Regions from separate parts of the Mus musculus genome. Here all the other regions are linked to region 1. Evidence: chromatin contacts called from public HiChIP or PLAC-seq and promoter capture Hi-C data. All regions are on one chromosome and are shown on one strand. Each heading gives the region's core, a stretch centred on a gene start, on an enhancer-like site or on the middle of the called end of the contact. The rest is flanking DNA. Distances are from core to core; before and after follow the strand shown. Region 1 holds the start of Polr2k (polymerase (RNA) II (DNA directed) polypeptide K). Region 2 overlaps Vps13b (vacuolar protein sorting 13B). Region 3 has its middle 7.6 kb from the start of Gm34316.

Region 1 (4,287 bases), core at 500-2,999:
AGCTGGTCTGGAATACTAAACATAGACCAAGCTGGCCTTGAATTCACCGGGCCCCGCCGCCCAAGTTTTGGGAAAAATAAATCCTATTAAAATAATTAATCTGGGTGTACCTCCTGTGGAGTCTCCACTCTCTCAGCTCTCATTCTTAATAAGTCCACATGCACTCTACTTAAAAAATAGATAATCCAAAAGTTATTACTACTTTTATCGGGTCTTAGTCTTTATCAGTCCAAGTATTAGTCACTTCCTCTGCACATTTAGAACATGTGCTTGAAAGGATACATCTTTTAGTCCTTTTCTTGTACATTATTCTGTATCCACATTCTCTGCATCTGATGGGATCCCTGGACTTTATCTCATTTTCGGTGTGACACTCTGGGAAAGAAAGCACATTTATTCAATGCTTGAAAGAGAAACACTATGGGGGAAGCAAATGATAACTACAGATTTCAACTGGAGCAAACCAAAAGGCACCAAAGCATCCAAGTGCCCGATTATTGCCAAAACAGACCAAGGAGAAAGAAGGGCTGTAGGCAGTACACCTTTTCCAGATAAAAGGAAGAGATCTTAATAAGGGAGGGGGATTTTACATTAACAATCGCTAAAGTGCTCCACGTTATAATTTTACTCATGTAAGAGAGGATTTTTGGGTGGTGGTTGTTTTTTTAAGTAAAGCATTATTTAAATGAATGTCAATTTTACCTCCACAAATATATATCATTGGCTGCTGCTTTGGTGGTTGAACATCTTTCTGAGCGTCCATTGTTAGTGCCTGAAATCAGAGACAAAGACTGAGTATCAGGGTCTTCGCACAAAACATGCCTCTTTTTTTTTTTTCTCAGACGCAATACAAGGTTCTTATTTTCCGGCCTTAGAGAAAAACGCAATAGAATGTTTGCCTAGCATGCAGAGGCCCAAGGATAAATACCCAGTATTACAGATGGGGAAACAAAAAAAAAAAAAAAAAAAAAAAAAGGAAAAGTCGCAATTCTTTATCTATACCTATAGTTCCCCCAAACTGTGGTGTGGGCTGGGTCTTAAGAATAAAACACATTTTCGCCGGGCGGTGGTGGCACACGCCTTTAATCCCAGCACTTGGGAGGCAGAGGCAGACGGATTTCTGAGTTCCAGGCCAGCCTGGTCTACAAATCGAGTTCCAGGACAGCCAGGGCTACACAAAGAAACCCTGTCTCGAAACAAAACAAAACAAAACAAAACAAAACAAAACAAAACCCACAATTTCAATAATAATAAACACCAGGGGGAATGTTTATTACAGTCTTCACGATCCTAGAGTGTATTACTCTTTACACAAGAGTAATACACTAATAGGCTAAGGAGAGGTTTGTTTGCCCAATCTCACTCCTCAAAGGAATTCAGATCTGACCTAGGAGCAATAGCTCCATCAAAGCTTGTCTCGAGACTAACTCCACCGGGGATCTTTATTTACGCGCTTGGTTCTTTGAAAAGACTTTGAGAGTCTTCACTTTGTAACCTAAGCCAGGCTCAAAGTCAAGGCGCTGGTTGAAGGCGGAATTCTCCTACCTCTGCTTCCAAGCGCTCAAATGGCAGGAGTGTGCTACCTCTCCCGGCTGCCCACAAAGATTTTAAAGCCAAGTGTCTCTCCTGGTTTTGCCACAAATTTACTTCCAAAATCATCAGCCGGAGACTCCCTACCTCCACAGCTGGAAGAAGCGTCCCTTCTCTGAGCACGCAAAAGCTTTTTCCGGCGCTGCCTCGCCAACTTCCGGCGCCGATTTATGACGAAACGAAGCCCCGCCCCCTCTCCCTCGCAGTGCGGGGGGACTGGCGCTTCTGTTTCTGAGGCAGGTTACAGCGTTTTTCTCCTACCTGCTTCCTGTGGGGTTTTGTTTTGTTTTTATTTGCCCTTCTCTCTGGGGTAGCAAAACATCTCCACAGCTCGGCATTCGAAGGTTTGTGCTTGTGTAATGGCAGATACAGGAGGAACCCAAGACAGGCAATGCTGGAGTCTTAACCGACCCGATGCTTAGGCGAACACCAGCAGGCTACCCTACCAATACTTCACGATTTGACACTTCGCACATGGCGGTTTTCAAATTGTTCAATGCCCGTGTGGGTTTTTTGTTTGCTTGTTTGTTTGTTTTCAATTTCCAGTTCTCTCCTAGTTTCCTGTCACCTCTCTTTTTTATGTTGGGGAGTGGAAAGAGAGGGAAAGGGGAAGCCCAGGCTGAGACTGCTCTTAAACCCGTACAATCCTCTGTCTTCGCCGCCTCAATGCTGAGATTAATCGCGCAAATCACAACGCCTGCCATCTCCCTCCCTTTTTGAAGCCAAGGCTTTCTTACGGCAGCTCCATCAATTACTTCGACTAGTTGGTGGCTTTAGCTTTTCTCTTAGTACTCTCCTTCCTGTGTTTGACCAGTTCAGTAGAGTACAGGTGTGTGTTCTCACACATCAAAATTGGAACTCAGTAAAACACATCTGTTGGGTTCAGGACGTTTACATTCAATTATTTCACACCAGTCGTTTATTTTAATAATAGGATGGATAACCTGAAGGGATTCAAGTAAAAACAGTTGTTAACTATTAAAGAGATGGCTTCTCTCCCAGTGGGCACTCTGGTAACTTAGTAAACTACTCTCCATTCTCCATCCATCAAGAAGAACTTTGAGCTTTGTCTTTCATTTCTAGTTCAAACCTTTGATATTCACAGACCATCTTGAGAAATTCCAGTCTTCCTAGATGACAATTAAATTTGTTTTTTTAGAATTGCTGGCTTAATAAGCAGTAATTTATTACTTAAGCAGTAATAAAATGCTTGTTTAGCATGCATGAGCTCACAGTGATAATTTCTTTCAGAAGGAAATCAGAAAAACAGTACTTTCCAGCTTCTTCCTCTACATCCAGACTAACAGCATATTTTGACCAGCAGCCATGTTTCAAAGTACCCCTTCTCCTCAACAAGCAGGAAGAGGAAAACAAGTGTGCACACTAAACATCTGTACAATGACACTAGGTTAAGCCCATGGGTATTGTAAGAGGACTTCATACTGCAAGCAGATTTGAAGATTTACTGTGATTTGAGTTATGTGTGGATGCCAGTTGAGATCAGAAGAGATAGTTGGACCCCCCCTCCCAAACTGGAACTACAGACTGTTATAAGCTGTCATACCTAGATGTTGAAAACTGAACCTGTCCTCTGCAAGAACAGCAAGTGCTCTTAAATGCTGAGCTGCCTCTCAAGCTCTTGCTTTTTGTTTTTTGTTTTTTCTTTTTTTTTTTTTTCCATTTTTTATTAGGTATTTAGCTCATTTACATTTCCAATGCTATACCAAAAGACCCCCTTACCCACCCACCCCCACTCCCCTACCCACCCACTCCCCCCCTTTGGCCCTGGCGTTCCCCTGTACCGGGGCACACAAAGTCTGCGTGTCCAATGGGCCTCTCTTTCCAGTGATGGCCGACTAGGCCATCTTTTGATACATATGCAGCTAGAGTCAAGAGCTCAGGGGTACTGGTTAGTTCATAATGTTGTTCCACCTATAGGGTTGAAGATCCCTTTAGCTCCTTGGGTACTTTCTCTAGCTCCTCCATTGGGAGCCCTGTGATCCATCCATTAGCTGACTGTGAGCATCCACTTCTGTGTTTGCTAGGCCCCGGCATAGTCTCACAAGAGACAGCTACATCTGGGTCCTTTCAGTAAAATCTTGCTAGTGTATGCAATGGTGTCAGCATTTGGAAGCTGATTATGGGGTGGATCCCTGGATATGGCAGTCTCTACATGGTCCATCCTTTCATCTCAGCTCCATACTTTGTTTCTGTAACTCCTTCCATGGGTGTTTTGTTCCCACTTCTAAGGAGGGGCATAGTGTCCACACTTCAGTCTTCATTTTTCTTGAGTTTCATGTGTTTAGGGAATTGTATCTTATATCGTGGGTATCCTAGGTTTTGGGCTAGTATCCACTTATCAGTGAGTACATATTGTGTGAGTTCCTTTGTGATTGTGTTACCTCACTCAGGATGATGCTCTCCAGGTCCATCCATTTGGCTAGGAATTTCATAAATTCATTCTTTTTAATAGCTGAGTAGTACTCCATTGTGTAGATGTACCACATTTTCTGTATCCATTCCTCTGTTGAGGGGCATCTGGGTTCTTTCCAGTTTCTGGCTATTATAAATAAGGCTGCTATGAACATAGTGGAGCATGTGTCCTTCTTACCAGTTGGGGCTTCTTCTGGATATATGCCCAGGAGAGGTATTGCTGGATCCTCCGGTAGTACTATGTCCAATTTTCTGAGGAACCGC
Region 2 (4,287 bases), core at 986-3,485, 420 kb after region 1:
TGATTTTTGATACAGCATTCAAAAAAACCATAATCTTAAAGACAGTGGACAATGGAGATCGGGTATTCAGAGTAACAAGACCTGGAAACCTAGAAAGCTGCTGACTGCAGTGAAAGCAGTGTGTTCTCCCTGAAGGTTCGACATCAAGGTCTTCAGCAGTGGCAGACCTGATCGCTTCAGTAAAAGGGGGGCTGGGTGTGTTCTGCTCTCCATGACGCTGGCCATCTCAACTTGAATCATCAGTAGTGCTCTTTGGTGCTTTCACTGTGAGCTGGTATCACCACTATTGTGACAATTATTTAGCTGTACATCTTTATGACCAAGCACTGTCTTTTTAGATGTTTCCTTGTCCTACCTCAAACCACGGCATAGAAGTTACAATGAGAAGATGATTGCACTAGTTTTCTACCATGAATGAATTGTACTAAACTCATTTAGTGAGCATCTCTCATCAAGGAAGTACCTATATAAGGCGTGATTGTTAATTTGGGTTGTCTATCTGATTGGAGGTCTACTGATGTACACTCTGGGGAGCTTCCATGAGGGTATTTCTGGGGAGGTTTAACTGAGGGGTGAGAAGAATGTGTGGAGAACTACTGCAGATGTGAGCAGCACTCTCCATAGACAGGGTGGGGGATGGGGTTTGCAGGGAATAAGAAGGGGAAAGAAGTAGTCACAGCCTCCCATCACCACAGACAGGAGCTGCTCCTGCAGTCATGCCAGCCTGGACAGACAGACCACATGCTCAGACCACCAGCCAAGGTAAATCTCTCCTTCCTGAACTTAGTCTGTCAGTGTCAGGTGTTCTGTCACTGTGGCAAGAAAAGAAACTAATCCGAGCCTAAACACATCACTTGCTCCAGGAATGTTTGCAGTTTCTTTGGTGCCTACTCCTTGTTTCTTTTGCTCCTCTCCATGGTGATATATTTACATTCATGGAAACAATGCATAGAGCTTCTGGAGAGAGTCACTGCTTTGAGGTAAACTTAGTGAAGTTTCTGTTATCAAGCTGCTAGTGAAAAAAGAGCAGTCACTGGGATCAGAGTGCACAGGCCAGGGCATAGAGTCACTGGGATCAGAGTGCACAGGCCAGGGCATAGAGTCACTGGGATCAGAGCGAGTGCACAGGGCACAGAGTCACTGGGATCAGAGTACACAGGGCACAGAGTCACTGGGATCAGAGCGCACAGGGCACAGAGTCACTGGGATCAGAGTGCACAGGGCACAGAGTCACTGGGATCAGAGTGCACAGGGCACAGAGTCACTGGGATCAGAGCGAGTGCACAGGGCACAGAGTCACTGGGATCAGAGCGAGTGCACAGGGCACAGAGTCACTGGGATCAGAGCGAGTGCACAGGGCACAGAGTCACTGGGATCAGAGTACACAGGGCACAGAGTCACTGGGATCAGAGCGAGTGCACAGGGCACAGAGTCACTGGGATCAGAGCGAGTGCACAGGGCACAGAGTCACTGGGATCAGAGCGAGTGCACAGGCCAGGGCCTAGAACCAGAGGAAGCAAGCAGATTGCAATGGACAGGGTTGCTGGGGTGGCTGGGTGGAATTAAGAGCACATGGGGAGGCAGAAACATGGATCCCTGAGAGAATGCATATCAGGATTCAAACCATCAAGAAAGGCTTTTACTGTCAAATGTGATGATCTGAACATCATTAAAAGGAGTAGGTTTAAATTAATATTATGCAATGACATCAAATTGTTCATCATTGGGATGAGAGATATTTTTGAAAAGGATAAGTAAGGAAAATAAATTATTCTGCTTTTTGATGACAGATACTACAAAGTAACCAAACAGTAGGTGAGAGACTGTTTTTCCTTATAACACTATAACAGCTAATAAATATGTCAAATAGAAATGCAAGAACTAGGAAACTGGTATTTATAACCTCTCAAGAATTTAGGCATTAAGGATCAGTGACTGCAAACATCATACAAAGGTCTCATTTGATAGCATTTGCATCCTGACAGATTGTCACAAAAGCACCTACAACAGTCTCACTTAAACAAGCAAATAGGAACCAAATTAAATAATAAACAAGACCCAATTTATATTAGAAACCACAGAGGAAGGGACAAAGAGGGCAGGGAGAGGCAAGGTTTGATTGATTAAACAGGGAAGTGGAAGGAGGCCAAGATTCCTGGACCTGGTCAGAGAGGCTAATGTAGGACCAGGGAAGAAACTGTGAAGGGAGATTCAGAGGCAGGCTGCTCACAAGCTGCCCATGAGGGCACATGGTGCAAGCCTGCCCAGGGAAGCAGTGAGCACAGAGCAGGCCCCTTCAAAGGACTTGAATAAAAGAAGAATGAATGAGAGGTAATAACTCAGTGGTGAGAGGACACAGGAACAACGCCCTCAGCAATAGCAGTTTTAAAGAAATTTCAACACCACAGGCAGGGAAGGGAAGAGCAAGAGGAAGGGAGAACAGTGGCTTGTTGAAGAGAGTGTGCTCCCTTACTCACTAGGCAGATGGAGAGGCAGTCTTAGAATTGGATAATAAGTAAAAACTATGGTGGGACATTAATAAGTTGTTCATATAAAAGAGGTAGCTGAGGTTACTGTCCAGAGACAAGACGACCCGGGGCTGTGCTCCTGGGAAGCTGCAGGATCCAGTAGGTCAGAGAGAGATGTGTAAGCAGAAGTTAGAAGCTGGTTCCTGTTTCTCTTTTCTTCCTCCCTGGGCTCCACCCTGTGCCCAGCTGCTCTCATCTCTTTCATAGGGAAATAAGTTCTGACACAATGACTGCCCCACACTGACTTCACTGCTGCTGGGTATTACCTCAGCATCCCCACAAGAAGTGTCTGCACTTTTGAGGTCCTATTACTGATCTACTTAGCAGAGCACCACTGGGAGCCCTTCAAAGAGGATTTATACTCCTTCGCTCTCATGTGCATTACTGATTCGATACAAGAAAATTTGGCACTAAAAGCAATTTATTGAAATAAAAAGACAAAAGGTTTATTTAAAAGTCATGTACATATGCACAATTTTGGTTAACCCTTCCCTTCTTTGCCTTTCCCAATCACTATTATCTGCTTGAACTTTTCTGACCCCAGTATTTCCCTTCACTTATTTCCTCTCACCTCTAATCTACTAGCCCCCTTCCAAAGGCATTCATTGCCAACCCAAGGAAGAATTATACTAAAAGGAGAAAAAAAAAAAAAACACCAATAGGTGTGATATGAAAGAGCTGTAGAGGAAACTACCTAAAGGTGGTGGTGGGAGTGAAAGACCAGGAACCATTCAGACCCCCTAGCACCAAGAATGTAGGTTAGCAGGTTCAGTGACCCTGTCCCAGGAACTGGCCAACCACAAAAGTTAGATTAAAATCCTGAGTACAATCTTGAGAAGCAGGGAGTTTCCCCTTGTGATTTTTCACTGGTATTCTCGGCATTTTCCAATAATGCCCTCCCTATCCCCTTGGGCTGTGTTTTTTTTTCCTTTAAATACCCTCTTTCCCAGCTACTCGGGCCGGACTCCTCTACCCCTGAGAGGGATACAGGTCGGCCTCAACGTGCTGGTTCCTGTCAATAAACCTCATGCAATTGCAGCAAGGACAGGTCTTTTGTGAGTTCTTGGCGGATCGAGTCATCCCAAGACTTTAGTGAGGGTCTCCCCTCTTTGGGGGTCTTTCAGGAGTTGGGGGTTAGGGGGACTAGATAAATGTAGGACAGGGAATAGACTAACCAAAATTAAGGCTGTATGAGGAACATGAATTCTAACAATAAGATAATCAAGGCATGTTTTTAAAAACTGGAGTTTGAACAGAGGTTCTCTCGTAGGTGAACAATGTTGTTCTCAGGAGACATGAGTTAGTAAATGAGTATCTCAATGCCATGCATATGTTCCCTTCATTATGCGTTGTCATCAGGGAGGCCCCGGAAATACCATAAAAAAACAATGACTACCATTGCTCTTCACTGCCCATCATAACTAGATGGTAAGATCCTACTTCTAAAGACACAAACACTTATGTTGCAGGACACAGAAAAATCAACTGTGAACTAGAACACTGTATTCCTGCAGGTTAGCTATCACACAGCTCTAGAGTACTATCCTGGCTGCTGGAGGAGAAAAGACACCAGTGATCTTACCCACATTGGATTCTATAGACTACAACAATGACCCATCATATAAACAACACATACTGGTACAGTAGTCAAAGACTGTTTATGAGAATAATAAACTCTCTCTTGATTAGATTTGAGGTCTGCTTTAGAGGAGGAAATTCATGCTTGATAGTACAAACATGGTAAAAAACGAAACAAAAA
Region 3 (4,287 bases), core at 626-3,125, 280 kb before region 1:
TCCTACCCTCTAAGTTTCCCTGAGGTAGGCTGGTCCCGACTAGGTTTTGAGTTGACTCTAGTCTCTCTCCTCAGCTGCAATGTCAGTCCTGCACTGGCCCGGGTAGTGTGAGGTTAGATCTCCAGAAGGCTCAGCGCTATGTGAACAGTTCAGGGTGCCATGCAGGGGAGAGGAATGCACCACCTCACCTACAGACTTTACCTTCCCCCACTCTGGGCAGCCTTTAGCCTCTAGCCTCGGGGCCACATGCCTGGCTCCTAGAACCAGAGGGAGCCTACCCTGCTTCTATGCAAACACTGTGTTCAAGGACCACCCATGCCCTGTGCATCCCACCACCTCTGTATGGCCTCAGCCAAACTGCTGGCCTCCCTATGCCTCACAGGAAACCAGGTGCCGATGCCTGCCCCGAGGCTCCTAACTGGGAGTAGGTGAGACCCAGCTCAAGGGGCTCAGCCCTGGTCTGGCTGCAGTGGGAAGCCATAAGCATCTACAGGACCGGTGCTAAGCATGCAGTAGGCGGCACTCCTGTGTCTGTGCGGGTTCTGCACTTCAGGCTTCTGGCCCTAGCTCCGTGACCTGCAGACCTGCAGGACCTCAGAAGCACAGAGCTCACAGTCCCTAAGGCATCTCCATCAGATGCTGTCACCGTGACTGTCCAGTTCCTTTAGATTCAGCCACTCACACAAGGTTGCACAGCCAAGGAGAATTCGTGGAGGGTGTGAAGGTGGAAGAGGGGAGGTGGACAGAGCTATCTGGGGACCCTGGAACTCAGCCAGAGCGGTTACTACCTTTCACTTGTCCTAGGCCCTGTTCCAACCTCCAGCCCACTCACCTATGAACTGGACAGGCCACCACCCAGAATCCTAGAGCCTAAATACCAAAGCAGAAAGCCTCTTTCCTGCTGGAACCTGGCTTCATCTTTTTTTCTAGGGGACAGGAGAGGCTACTACCCACTGCCTAGAAGAGTCAGATCTGGGGCAGGAGATTAAAGAACAAACTGTGTGCTGGGTGTAGGGAAGCACACCTGCGATCCCAGCACTCAGGAGACTGAGGCAGGGGATGGTTTGTTCCACGCCAGGCTGCGTTACATGGTGATACCCTGTCTCAGGCAAGCAAACATCAACAACACATGTGCTATAAAGAAATGTAATTAGGAGGAGGAGGAGGAGGAAGAGAAGACCTGGCTAACAGAATTGCTTCTTGTAGTAATTTGTGTCAATTTCCCCTAATTCAGAGGACTTGGTGAGAAACTTTTAAACTCATTACAGAAAAGATTCTTTTGAGCCACCAGGGTTTTCTAGAAGTCACATGGCAATGTCACTTTCACATATTAAAACCGAAGCTTGCATTCAGCATTTTCAAAAGCTTCCTGGCGTAGAGACAGCCAGCAGGCCTTCCGTGGGCTGGCTCCCAGGCCTGGGCGAGGTTTCACTGTCCCGTGGAAGGAAAGCCAATGGCAAACTACAGGCTTGGGCTCAGACCTGAAGCCATCCAAAAGGGGGAAAAAAAAGGCTCAGAAAGCCACAGGGAATAACTGATGTCTGTCAGTGGCTCTGTTCTCTTGTTGCTGGGGGGTGCAGGCAGCAGGCAGAGCCCGGTGAGAATGTGAACCCAGCCAGGAGGGACCCCGCCAGGGGGACCTAGCCCCCTCCACATACTGGCCTCACTGGTTCCTGGGGCTCTGTTGGATGGAGACCAAACCCATCCCCAGAAAGAGCCAGAAGCAGGAATCACCACAGTGGCACATCTGCAGAGCTCTGAGCCCCACACAGAAGTCGGGGATGCAGTTCCCGTGGCGACAGCCCCTGGCTGCCATGGACGTGGGATCAGATTTTTTATTTCCTGGGTTCAGAGGAGACCCAGTGTAGAGGGTATAGGGCCTGGCACAGCATGCTGTGTGTGTGTGTGTGGGGGGTGTCTTTGTGTATGTGTGTATGTCTTTGTATCTCTGTGCGTCAGTATGTGTCTTTGTGGGTGTGTGTATGTGTCTATGTGTTTGTGTCTATGTGTGTGTGTATCTGTCTGTGTGTCTGTCTTTGTGTGCACAGATATTTTTGCAGACAACAGGAAGTTTCAGAACCCAGCCTGCCTCTCGCTGTGACTCAGCAGCACTTTCTCCTCACCGAGGGGGCAGCTGAGCAGCAGAGAAAGGCACCTTCTCTGGTCCAGTCCGCCCTGCCACTCAGCCCTACTGCTCTCCCTTAGTTCTGTCTGCTCAACTGCTTGCCGTGTTTCCAGAAATGTTTGGCTCCCAGGGCCACCGTGATCCCACACATAAGCAGAACAGACTCCTGCCACCCACCATTTTGTAATACTGCTGTGGATCTAACCCCAAGCCCAGACTGTGCTTCAGAGAGATGCTCGTAGACCAGCAAAGGGACATCTGTGTGGGACACACTGACAGCGTCCTGATTCCTCCCTGCTGCAAAGTGTGGACTGCAGTCTCCAAAGACCGTCTGCAGTCCTGTCGCAGGGTCAGGAGACACCGTGGCTTATTGTCAAGTGGAGTGTCTGGTTCACAGGAAACTCAAGGAGCTAAACCAGCCATCCCTCCTCTTCCCGCGTCCTCTTCCTGATCCTCCAGTGACAGCAGGATCCACCCCTCTAGACCCATTCATTCAGCACAAATGTGACCTGTAGATTAAACAAATCAGCAGATGCTCCCGGTCCACAGCAGTACTGAGGACATTGTCTGCATGAACAGGCATTTGCCTGTAAGTCACAGACCAGATGTCCTCTCTGCCATCAAAATTTCAAAAAGTGGGCCTGTGTGTGTGTGTGTGTGTGTGTGTGTGTGTGTGTGTGTGTGTGTGTGTGTGTGTAATTGCAGCATCAGGGCTTGGAAGCAGGCCCTGTCTGATGTGCTATATCTGTCACTCACCTGTACTGTGTCCTCACCTTCTCTCATTCTCACATTCCTCATCTGTCCAACGGCTATGAGGGCAGCGACTCCACCACACTGGCTGAGCAAGTAGGGGTTAAATGAGATACTGCAAACAAAGTGTGTCTTTCTCTAGACAGCACTCACAGGAATAAGCAAGTGGAGATTGTTACAGGTCACTCCCAGCCCAGGACTTTTACCTTGTCCTCTCAAGGGAACAAATCTGAAGCTACTGTCTCTCCAGCCTCAGTCTGTTCCCTGCTTCCCAGCTGGATCTTTCTCTTGAAGAGCCCTTGTTGTTGGTCTTTGAGAAAGCCAGCCCACCTCTCAGCTGCCAGCTCCTTCATATGTCCCTGTGTCTGTGCGAGTGTGGTGCTCACTGGCCGGCCCAAGGATGAGCTGGGGTGCCGTGTGGTCACATGGGGTCACAGGCCAGATGTGGAAACGTGGGTTCTGACAAGCTTGGAGCTTTGAGTTCTATTATGCCCTGGGATGTAGGACGTCGTCAGTCAAACCCTCTGCCCTCTCTCTGCTCAGGGCTGTGGGATGGACCTCAGGCAAGCCCTCTACCCTCTCTCTGCTTGGTCAGAGCTATAGGACCCAAGCTGTTCCCAGAGCTGATTTGAACACCTAGTAATCAGCTGTGGTAGTTACCTACTAAAACCAACATGCCTAAGCCAGGGTTTCTCAACCTGTGGATTGCGACCCCCTTGGGTTGAATGACCCTTTTACAGCGGTCACCTAAGGCTATCAAAAAATATAAATATCTGCATTATAATTCATAACTAGCACAGTTACAGTTATGAAGTAATAAGAAAATGATTTATGGTTGAGGTTCACCACAGCATGAGGTATTAAAGGGTCACAGCACTAGGAAGGCTGAGAACCACTGTTCTAAATACTGGCTCAGCTAGCTTCTGCTGCAGAGGTACTGTGGCACCAGGCATTGGCAAATACCCAAACCTCAGGCACTCTCTTGAGCTGGGTAAGGCCTCCACCTCATGCATTCACTGGCTCAGACCTTGTAGAGGGACACTCAGAGATGAGGCTAGCTCTCAGAAGGCCTTGGCTAAGTGAGGCTGCCTTCAAGGGCATCTCTTCTGCTCACTAGGAAGTTACAAATGTGTTGGGGATGGGGTGGGGTCTTGGTGTTTGCTGTCCCATGGGTCACCATGGACCCATGTCACTTGATCATGGGAATTGTTTTCACATGAACACTCTGTATATCATCAACATGTTACAGAAGATGTAAATACTTCAGAGCCCAGTTGCCAGGTACACATTCCCTGTCCAGACCAAGCCAGCAACATGTATGGGTCCCTCCTTCCCTGTCTGGAAGAGAAGCCCTGAAGATGTTCATCATGCTCAGAGCTTGGAAAGGCTCTGTGTCTGTCATGACTCCTTGG

The links. Promoter capture Hi-C pulls out the DNA fragments that hold promoters and counts their contacts. HiChIP or PLAC-seq counts read pairs in DNA pulled down with a chosen protein or histone mark.
Region 2: an H3K27ac HiChIP or PLAC-seq map of microglia shows a contact between it and region 1, with 5 times the contacts expected there. The contact joins the enhancer-like site here to the promoter of Polr2k in region 1. A contact is called at or near these places in 3 of 39 promoter capture datasets (fetal liver, liver and stem cell-derived epiblast-like cells) and 1 of 115 datasets of contacts at active chromatin or transcription factors (microglia).
Region 3: a promoter capture Hi-C map of hippocampal neurons shows a contact between it and region 1, with 2.3 times the contacts expected there. The contact joins the enhancer-like site here to the promoter of Polr2k in region 1. A contact is called at or near these places in 13 of 39 promoter capture datasets (the 3T3-L1 cell line, 3T3-L1-derived adipocytes, the HPC-7 cell line and 9 more), 1 of 15 datasets of contacts at CTCF or cohesin (embryonic stem cells), 1 of 484 Hi-C or Micro-C datasets (DN3 thymocytes), 8 of 115 datasets of contacts at active chromatin or transcription factors (the SCID.adh cell line, T-cell acute lymphoblastic leukemia, bone marrow-derived macrophages and 4 more) and 3 of 9 other capture datasets (liver, macrophages and pancreatic islet).

Annotation. Positions count from the first base shown.
Region 1 is chr15:36,171,472-36,175,758 of GRCm38.p6, reverse strand. It overlaps Polr2k (polymerase (RNA) II (DNA directed) polypeptide K), which reads right to left and starts at 1,749. Exons shown (of 4, transcript NM_023127.3): 1 at 1,678-1,749; 2 at 703-772; 3 at 283-375. The coding sequence starts at 763.
Region 2 is chr15:35,755,664-35,759,950 of GRCm38.p6, reverse strand. The region is part of intron 35 of Vps13b (vacuolar protein sorting 13B); the gene reads right to left. Among named protein-coding and RNA genes, the nearest start is that of Mir875, 97 kb to the right of the region's middle. Within about 2 kb of position 2,235, at least 81 of the 459 cell types and tissues checked have an H3K27ac peak or open chromatin away from gene starts, as enhancers often do. A contact at or near this core is called in microglia, where this site is marked.
Region 3 is chr15:36,446,804-36,451,090 of GRCm38.p6, reverse strand. No RefSeq gene overlaps it. Among named protein-coding and RNA genes, the nearest start is that of Gm34316, 7.6 kb to the left of the region's middle. Within about 2 kb of position 1,875, at least 63 of the 459 cell types and tissues checked have an H3K27ac peak or open chromatin away from gene starts, as enhancers often do. A contact at or near this core is called in the SCID.adh cell line, hippocampal neurons, neural stem cells and 1 more, where this site is marked.